2 separate regions of the Mus musculus genome follow, and region 1 is linked to region 2. The links are chromatin contacts, called in public promoter capture Hi-C maps. All regions are on one chromosome and are shown on one strand. The core of a region is the stretch at or near the end of the contact, and the rest is flanking DNA. Distances in the headings are between cores, read along the strand shown.

What was found. Promoter capture Hi-C pulls out the DNA fragments that hold promoters and counts their contacts.
Region 1: a contact with region 2 is called in a promoter capture Hi-C map of 3T3-L1-derived adipocytes, with 3 times the contacts expected there. A contact is called at or near these places in 2 of 39 promoter capture datasets (the 3T3-L1 cell line and 3T3-L1-derived adipocytes).

The regions. Positions count from the first base shown.
Region 1 is chr19:37,261,891-37,267,002 of GRCm38.p6, reverse strand. 4931408D14Rik (RIKEN cDNA 4931408D14 gene) reads left to right here and starts at 2,908. Exons shown (of 3, transcript NR_040299.1): 1 at 2,908-3,149; 2 at 3,268-3,406.
Region 2 is chr19:36,734,393-36,739,121 of GRCm38.p6, reverse strand. Ppp1r3c (protein phosphatase 1, regulatory subunit 3C) reads left to right here and starts at 2,518. Exons shown (of 2, transcript NM_016854.2): 1 at 2,518-2,569. The coding sequence starts at 2,556.

The sequences.
Region 1 (5,112 bases), core at 1,659-4,158, 530 kb before region 2:
TGGCCAGCTAAGCCGTACCACTCCTGGCTTTAAAAAAATAAAAATAAAAAGTGTGTGAGTGTTTTGAGGTGGAGGGGGGCGGGTGAGAGGTGCCCGTGCCACACCACCAATGTGGAGGGCAGGATAATAAGCGGGTGGTTCTCTTTCTACCAAGTGGACCTCAGGGAATGAGCACAGGTCCTTGGACTTGGCAGCAAGTGAGTTACTAGCTGTACCATCTTCCATCTTGCCAGCCTTTTTTAAAAGACAGGGTCACACTGTTTATTCTAGGCTAGCCTTGAACTCACACAGATTTGCTTTGTCTCTGCCTCCGAAGTGCTGGGATTAAAGGAGTCTGCCACCATGCCCACCTTTTTCTTTGAGGGTTTTTTGTTGTTGTTTGGGTTTTTTTTTTTTTTTAGATTATTTTCTTTATTCACATTTCAAATGTTATCCCCTTTCATTGTTTCCCCTCCGAAAATCCCCTATCCCCTTCCTCCACCCCCTGCTCCCCAACCCACAGACTCCTGCTTCCTGGCTCTGGCATTCCCCTATACTGGGGCATAGAACCTTCACAGGACCAAGGGCCTCTCCTCCCATTGATGACTGACTAGGCCATCCTCTGTTACATATGCAGCTGGAGCCATGAGTCCCACCGTGTGTTTTCTTTGGTTGGTGGTTTAGTCCCAGGGATAGCTGTGAGCATCCACTTCTGTATATGTCAGGCGCTGGCAGAGCCTCTCAGGAGACAGCTATATCAGGCTCCTGTCAGCAAGCTCGTGTTGGCATCCACAATAGTGTCTGAGTTTGGTGGTTGTATATGGGATGGATCCCCAGGTGGGACAGTCTCTGGATGGCCTATCCTTCAGTCTCTGTAACTCCTTCCACGGGTTTTTTGTTCCACCTTCTAAGAAGAATCGAAGTATCCACACTTTGATCTGTATGATAAGAACTTCGTTGAGTTTTATTTAGATCATATTCTGATGCTATTCTAGCCATTCTGATTGAACTAGCCTGCGGAAGGGTGCTGCTGACAGTGCAAAGCCAGTCCTGACCACGAGGCGGAGACAAAGCACTTCTCAGTGAGACTGTTCCACACAAAACCTGATGTCACCGCCAACTCCCATTTATGTAATATAGAAATCAGCAAAAAATGTGACAAGAGCCAGGCGTGCACACCTGTAATCCCAGAACTTAGGAGGTTGAGACAGGAGGATGGCAAGTTTTAGGCTTAGCTGGGGCTACACAGCTAGACCCTGTCCAAAAAGAAGGTAGGTGAGATTATTCTTGGTCCTGTTGTTTCCCCTCCAAAGAATTCTTGTCATCATTGGAGAAAACGCCAGGAACTGATTTTAAAACTAATTTGGAAAAATTAGTACTACAAATGTATCTTATTCACCTAATTACATCGCTTGTATCTACAGATATTTTTCATCATTTTTCTTCCTAAGTGCCAAGGCTGCAGGCACCTACACTGGCCACTGTTTTCTTACATGTGCTATTCAGTGTTGCAGATCTGCCCCACCCCAACTCTGTTTTTGTTGTATCACACACACATTTGAATACATTATATTTTCATTCAGTTTAAAATATTCAGGTTTCGGGCTGGTGAGATGGCTCAGTGGGTAAGAGCACCCAACTGTTCTTCCGAAGGTCCAGAGTTCAAATCCCAGCAACCACATGGTGGCTCACAGCCATCTGTAACAAGATCTGACGCCCTCTTCTGGAGTGTCTGAAGACAGCTACAGTGTACTTACATATAATAAATAAATAAATCTTAAAAAAAAAATATTCAGGTTTCTCTTGAGACATCTTTGACCTATGTGACATTTAGAAATAAATTCATTTTGGTTTGTTTTGGGTGGTGATGTGCCTTTTGTTTTTTGCAATTCTAAGATGGTAAGCCTAGTCTAGTATGACCTTGGACTTTGTGGACTCAAAAAAAAAAAAAATCCTCCTACCTCTGCTGGCAAGTATTTGGGTCTAACAGCATGTGTCACCAGTTTAGAAATATAGCGTGCATTTGTCAAATATTTAGAGGTTTCCCGGCAATGTTTCCACTATTCTTAGTTTAATTTCACTCAACTCCAAGATCATGCATTTGTTTGCTTCCAGATAGTGGCTTGCTAGAGGCCAAGCTTCTAGCTCACAGTCCTGAGTGCTGGGATGAGAGGTGAGTGTTATCATGCCAGATGCCGACGCCTATTTTCTAGGGCTTTTGTTTTTAAGCTTGTTTAAGTGTGGTTTTCAGTCTGGAATGTAACCTCAGCGAATATTTTATCTGAATTTGAGAGTGATGTTCACCCATACTTGTCGGATGAGTGTTCTTCAAATGTCAACAGATCCAGATGACTAACGGCACCGGCTAGGACTGGCTAGGTTCCACTTGGCTTTGTGCATTTTCTCTCTGATAGGTCGATTACTGTCTGGTGCGTTGCTGGAGTATTGAGCGCTAATGGATTGAGCCTTTTTTGTGTTTTTGTTAAATGGTTTTCTGTTCCCTTGGCTATTTTGACTCCCTGCTGTTCAGCTTGATCATATTAATGACTGTAGGTCTTTTTGGACAATAGACTGCGTTTGTTTTGTGTGGTGCTCCTTTTTGCCCCTGGTCGTTTTCCTTGCACCAGCTGGCTCTGTGCCTGGAAGCTCGGAGCTTGCTCTCTTTGAGTCCTATCCCTGAAGTCGCCCATCCTCTGGGAGGCAGACAGACATCTTCAGCCTCTGAGGCTGATTTACAAACAAGAGTTGGATCCACAGAACAGCAGCCCGGAACTAGGGGCAAGGGTCACATGTCCAGTCAGAAAGAACGCCCTCCTTCACCCAAATTGCTCAAAACTGTTGTTGGCTCTTCTTCAAAACTCTTGATGTTTGGCAATACCGTGTGCACTTTGACCATAGCGTCCAGTGCCTTGTTGAGCAGTTTTCAGTAGACTTTCGCTTTGCACAAACATCTTCTCTGAGTGATCCAACACCTCCTGCAGCTCTGGCAAACTCTGGGTCAGCCCGGAGTCCCTCGAAGCTGGAGCTGAGGTCAGAGAAGCCCAGGACAGCCACGAAGCTGTGGGTCCTCGCGCCTAACAACCACGGTTAAGGATTCTGATACGTTACCAAACCGCCACCCAGAAAGGAATTGCAATGTGGACTTCTACAAGAAATCAGAAACAGTAAAGGTAGCCTGAAAGCCACACCGAAATTACCTGCTACCATCCAGGATGCTGAGCAGACAAGGGTTTGTGGGAATGGGGCGTGGCTAGGCGCCTAGGCACTTATGGATTCTCTTCTTTTCAGAACAGCCTTGCTGCCTGCAGGGGTGACTGAGGCCCTGAAGTCCAGAGCTTTGCTGAGTCGTCACTTGGGAGAGTAAATCTCCAATGGTCTGCCCGTGCAGTGAGCATTGTAACCTGTATCACTGTAAATCTTATTTGCAGTGAGTCCTTGTTCATCCCTTCAGTGTGTGTGTGGGGGGGGGGGGCTGGGGGGGGGCGAGGGAGGGCGGCAGAAGTCGTCCTTGGATATTATTTTCCAGGAGCTATCTATCTTGCTCTTGAAACGGTGCTCACAAAGAAGGATAGGCTGGCTGGCCACCAAAGCCTAGGGACTGTCCTGCCTTTGCCTTGCCCGCACTGGGGTTACAAGTGTGTGCTACCAGGCCTGATTTGTGTGTGTGCTAGGGATCAGACATGAATTCTCAATTGACTGACTGACTCCCTCCCCATTCTGCTGTTCAGAGCTTTTAAGTACTCAGCAGGGGAAAAAATTGCAGGTACACCTTGCTGACTTAACCTCTCTCTTTCAATTTCATAAATATATTTATTATTTAAATTGTGTATATGAGTGTGTATTGTGTATGTGTGTATAAAAAAAGAGTATGTGTATATGAGTGAGTATATGAGTAAATGCTTGTGTATGAGTGTGTATATATGTATGAGTATGAATGTATACTGTGTTATGAATATGTGAGAGTATGCATATGTAACTATACATATACACATATGAGTTAGTGTGTATGAATGTGTTATGTGTATTGTGAGTGTGTATATTTAACTATGTGCGTGTATATATATATATATATATATATATATATATATATATATATATATGAATGAGTATATTGTATGAATGAATGTGTATGTGTATGTGTGTACATGTGTATGTGAGAGAGTGTGTGTTTTCTTAAGCCTAAGTCATGTCTCTAACCTTTCTCTGCAGTAGCTTGCTATGTAGTCCAGACTGGTTTTGAATTCAAGGTGATCCTCCTGCCTCAGCTTCCCCAGTGATAGGATTACAGGATGAGGCACAAGGCCTGCCTACTCATTTGGGTTTTCTCGTGTTTGCTGAAAAGCTAACATATATCAGGTTTCGTGCTTCTGTTTCTCCTTGCAGGGCCTGTTTATTCTGAGGTTGACCTTTAAACTTAAATCTCTGCTGTTATGCTAGTGAGGTTTGCGTTGGCAAGTGGAGGTAAATGTCCACATTCATTCTTTGATGACTAATGGGAAACATCTCCAACCTCTTACGCACATTTAATTCACTGTTTAATCTGGTGTCTGGTGCCCTCAGGTCAACACTCAGTTCTGTTGAATTGAAGTAAGAGGGCATCAGCCCTGGGCTCACATACTCAGCTGGTCTTTAATTTTATGCTGTTTGCTGTTGCTATGTTTATCACAAATTCAACATCTCTTTCACATTTTATAAATAGGTGAGGTCATAAAACCTGATCTTTCACACAATCACACTAAATCTGTGTCAAATAGAGTAGGATCGCTCTCTCTCTTTCATGTTTTTGTTAAATATATTTGTGTATTATACACATTAGGAGGGAAAAAACCCAAACCTTTTAAAAGTTTAAAAGAGGGGCTGGAGGGATGGCTCAGCGATTAAGAGCACTGACTGCTCTTTCAAAGGTCCTGAGTTCAATTCCCAGCAACCACATGGTGGCTCACAACCATCTGCAATGTGATCTGATGCTCTCTTCTGATTTGTCTAAAGACAACTACAGTGTACTCATAGACATCAAATAAATAAATAAATAAATAAATAAATAAATCTTTTTTTTTAAAGTTAAAAAAGAAAGCACAAAAATTTATTGGAGCACTCACTGATGGGAGGTTTATGACAATAGATCTTGCATAT
Region 2 (4,729 bases), core at 1,269-3,768:
TCTTTATCCTTGTAACTGACCATTAATGAAAGGAAGCCAGAATGGGGCAGACGGCAGTTATCCTGCATGCAGGTTCTGATCCCAGAGAGCCACAACTCTACTTGGAAGGTCCCGGCCAGGTTTCTTGATCTCCTAATGGTTTTCCTTTATCTAAGATGGTATTTATGACAGGCAGTTCCATGTAGGATGCTGTAAGTATTTAACAGATGACATGGTGCGCATGCTTGGCCCATGATAAGACTCAATGAGCCATGCATGGTGGTGACTGCTGCTTCTCTCAGGTACTAACTTTGCTGAGGTGAGAGTAGAAATGAGCACAGGAGGATCGAGTATTGAACTGAGCTCTAACGTGGGATGTTGCTGATACACACAAGTTTATTCCTCAAAGCAAATTTACCATCTCCATATTGCACAACAGGAATCTGAGGCTAGAACTTGCCTGGGTTCAGGTGAGGATTAAAACCCTAAACATTGGCCTTTCACGTGGTCTTGGCCATCTTGAGAGGGGCGTTAGTTCTGCTGTTGGTCAGGTGCTTTATTCAGAAGTAAAGCCCAAGAGAGAGAGAGGGAGAGAGAGGGATGGTCCAGCGGCTAAGAGCACTTGTTACCCTTGGTAGAGGACCAGGGTTTGGTTCCCAGCACCCACGTGGTGGCTTACAACCAATGACAGGGTATCCAGTGCCCACCTCTGACCTCTGAGGGCACTACATGTATGTGGTATGCATACATACAGAGGGGTAAAAAACACTCATATGTCTAATATAAAAATAAATCTTTAAAAAGTCCAATTATCAAGTTTCTTCCTCTGTGATGTTCAGTAGACGTTTCTTTAAAAAAATATTTATTTTAGTTTTACTTTGTGTTGGTTATGTGCACATGTGTGCAGGTCCTGCAAAAGCCAGAGGAGGGCGGTAGAGCCCCTGAAGCTGGAGTTCCAGGCTGTGTATGAGCGCCTGAGCTGGGTGGTACGACCTGCTCTCTGGTCTGTGGAAAGAAGAGCAAGGGACTCCTACCCTCTGAGCCGTTCTCCAGCCCCATAGCATGGTTCTTATTCTTTACTCCATTGTAACAATTCTTGAGTCTGACAGTTACATGACAGAGGAATTTTTTGCACATTCTAATTGGCTTCTAGATAGCCAAGCAGAGCTAGGTCATGGACTTTGTAAAAATAATCAGTATTCATACGCATAGAACAACAAGTAGGGGGAAAAAGGGCCATGAATTTGAAAGAGACCAAGGAACGTAGGAATGTTCGGAGGGAGGAAAGGAAAGGGGGAAGAACAAAAAACAAAAGAAGAAAACAATTTTATATTTGATTAACAGATATGCCTCCCCCCGCCCCTGCGCGTGCGCGCGCCTTGCTCTCTCTCCCCCCAACAGGGTTTCTCTGTGTAACTACTGAAACTCATCCTGTAGATCAGGCTGGCTTCGAACTCACAGAGATCCTCCAGACTCTTGCCTTCAGAGTGCTGGGATTAAAGGCATGCACCACCACACCCGGTCGAACTTTTTAGTTTTTAAAAGTCCAATTATCAAGTTTTTTCCTCTGTGATGTTCAGTAGACGTTTCTTTAAAAAATATTTATTTTAGTTTTGCTTTGTGTTGGTTATGTGCACAGAAGAAAAGAAAGAAATCTCAGCGAAAGCCGCTGGGTGGGTAGGGCATGAAATCAACTGTGATTTTGACCTCTGCCTAAGGATGTCATAACTCAGTCTAGGGATTTGGGCTGTCTGCTGCAATTGGTGACAATGAGCAAGGACAGTAACTTCATGTTGGCCTATAGTTCTCTCTCCCAAGCAGAGAACTGAATAGGTCAGCACATAGTCTCCATTTGCTTATTCAGAGGCAGAGTCTCGCTAGGCTGTACAGACTGGCCCTCTCTGCCTCTGTCTTCAGAGGGAAACACACACACACACACACACACACACACACACACACACGGCCACTTCGTTTCATGGGCTCACGTGTTTTCTTAACATTTGAGTGGCTGTGTGACTTTATTTGTGGAGGAAGAAGAGCCAGCCAACTTCTCTTTGCTTGGGCCAAGGTGCTTGGACACAAAGCAAGGAGCATCACAAGCATTTCAAATAACACAGACACCGGGCGGAGCCACAACTTTCTGAGCTCAGATTCAACTCTGCACAGACCTACGCGTTTCCATAGAAGACCCCGCCAGGCTCGCACAAGCTGCAGAAGGCCAGCTGCGAGCCGTGAGCTACGTGCTGCACGCCAGGCTCCGGGAACACGGCTGGATCCCGCTGGCCCAGGGCTCAGGGACTCTACGGCCGCCTTCCAGCACGCTCTGGTCACATCCAGCCCCGCGGTGATCACGTTCCAGGGGCAGGGGCTCGTGCCCCAGCTGCACAGTGGTTGGTCAGGGCGCACGGCCTTTGATTGGTCGGAGGGACCGGTTCACGTGATCTGGCTTTGATAAGCTGCCTCCCGGTTGCCTGCGGTCAGTCGGCCGGCTGGACCGCGGCGCTGCATCCTCTTAAGTACTGAGTGCGAAGTTGCTCAGGGTGCGGTTGTCGCGGTCGCCGCTGCCTCTCGGTCCAATGAGCTGCACCAGGTAGGTTCAGTGCAACTCTGCGCCCGAATGGAGGGGAGCCTGCAGCTGCGGGGACTTTGGGGGCTTTTGTGGTTTTGTCTTCTCTGCAGATGGGAGACTCCCAGGTTGATGGCTGAGTTGAATCGTCCCGGAGGCTTTGAAGGGATGGAATTTGAGTTGTATTTCTTAGCGCCTGTTTTGGGAATCTACATCTCACAGTAGAAACTGCCTTAGTGAGTCAGTTTTAGCTGGGATTCCTTTGCTGAAGTGACTCTGTTGCCTTTGAGCTCAAAGACCCAAACACTTGGGTGCAGCTTAGTTTTATTGATGAGGTAGTTTAGCCTGTGGCAAAAGGTAGAGGATTTTGCATTTCTTCTTTCCCCACTTCCCCTCTCCTGGTTTGTCATAGAAAATGCAGTCTTAGAGTTTGAGCAAGCTATTATTTTTAACTCTTGGCCAGGACTTAGAATTCCAGGGAAATAGCCCACTACTAAAACTTTCTATAAATGCAGGAGTAAAAAAGGAAAAAAACCAAAAAAACTAAAACAAAAAGAAAAACAAGAACAGCTCAACCAATAAAAAACGAACAACAGCTCCATCAACCAGGCAACCAAGACCATCTCACGAAATGTTGCATCTCCAGTTGTAACTTAGTCCAAGAATTCTCCCTCCCCAAATCCTGCCTCTTAATGGTTGTGAGACAAATAGACTTTGAGGTTTTGTTGCTGGAAGTTTGTAATCCTCTCAGAAAAACCCTAGAGCTATTAAAGTGAGTTCAGTATACATTCTTTACAGGCCACTTTGTGATGATGACCATATACAGGGTGCTGTGCTTAGCACTGGTATGAAGAGAATTCTTCAAGCCAGACTATATTTATGATCAAAATATGTTATATACATATATAAACTGTTAAAGAATAAATAATTAATAAAGCCCCAGACTCCAAAATGGCACCTACTGTATTTCATGTTTCTTTGATTTATAAGGCTGACATTGGAGAGGAAAAACCTAATTCTGTAAGTGTGGAATTATAGTGTGGTTCAAGGGAAAGAAAGGCCAGAAAAGTCTTGATGGATGGTTCTTTGTTTGATGCAAACTATTGTTATTGCCTTCCTACTTGTAAATAGGACCTGCTCAACAACAGGAAACATCATAGAAGCCCAAACCAGTAGATGCTATAATTCCATCAGTCAAAGATAATGAACATCTTAGTGTTTTCCTTTGTAGTTTTCAGTATTTATAAATTCATATATCTTCAGTGTATTTTAAAACAGCTCATTTTCTGGTTATCAGTTTTTAAAACTACTTTATGTTGTGTATATATAATGTACACTGCAGGCTACAAGACAGAGCTATAGTAAAGTGGTTATTACTGGTCAGAATGAACAAGTCTGTTATCCCTGCAGGTAGCTATTCCCTTTATAGTTGGACCTGTCATGGGCATCTTTCTATATGAACTGTAGATTGTTTAAAGTTTTTCCTTTAGTCTGTGAGATGTTGGCTGGTGTTGCAGTTGGTCATTTGTGAAAAAATGAGGATGACTGTGATAAAATGAAAAAGTCATTCTTTCTTTTAACAAGCGTCACCTACTGTCACTCTAAGGACAGCATGACATTTTAAGAATTGCTTCATTTATTGTTTCCCAAGTGGATTACTTCTCCTGAGAAGTAAAACCGGTTCGAGAGCCAAAATAGGAAACAGCAGCCAGAGGGAGCGAGAGGCTGGGACTGTGATAATGGAAGAAGCTGTCTGGCCAATGGACTCTTTTGGGGGAAGCTTTAAGAACATATTTACCTTTCTGGCTCCATGCCATGAAGCTCTACTGTAGTGGTTTTAAGTCCCCGGAATCTGAATTTTTTTTTTCTAAAGGAAAGAAACTTCTCAGGTCTTGTTGATCTGACAGGTTTAAGAACCACTGGCCCAGAACAGAGTACATAATTCCAAGAGCTGTGTCAGACTTGTTCAGATAGAGCCCTCTTGTTTCTCAGATGGAGAAACTGAATCCTCTCTGAGTGTTTCAGGCAGTTTACACATGGGCCCAGCAGCCTGCCAAGCACAGAGCTAGACTGTAGATCTCATCACCCCAGTGCTCTCCTTTTCTCCACGTGATAGCACCTCTCTGCACTGGAGTACTAGTGTGTGTGCATTTGGGACCAGGGGAAGACGACTCCAGACCTCGG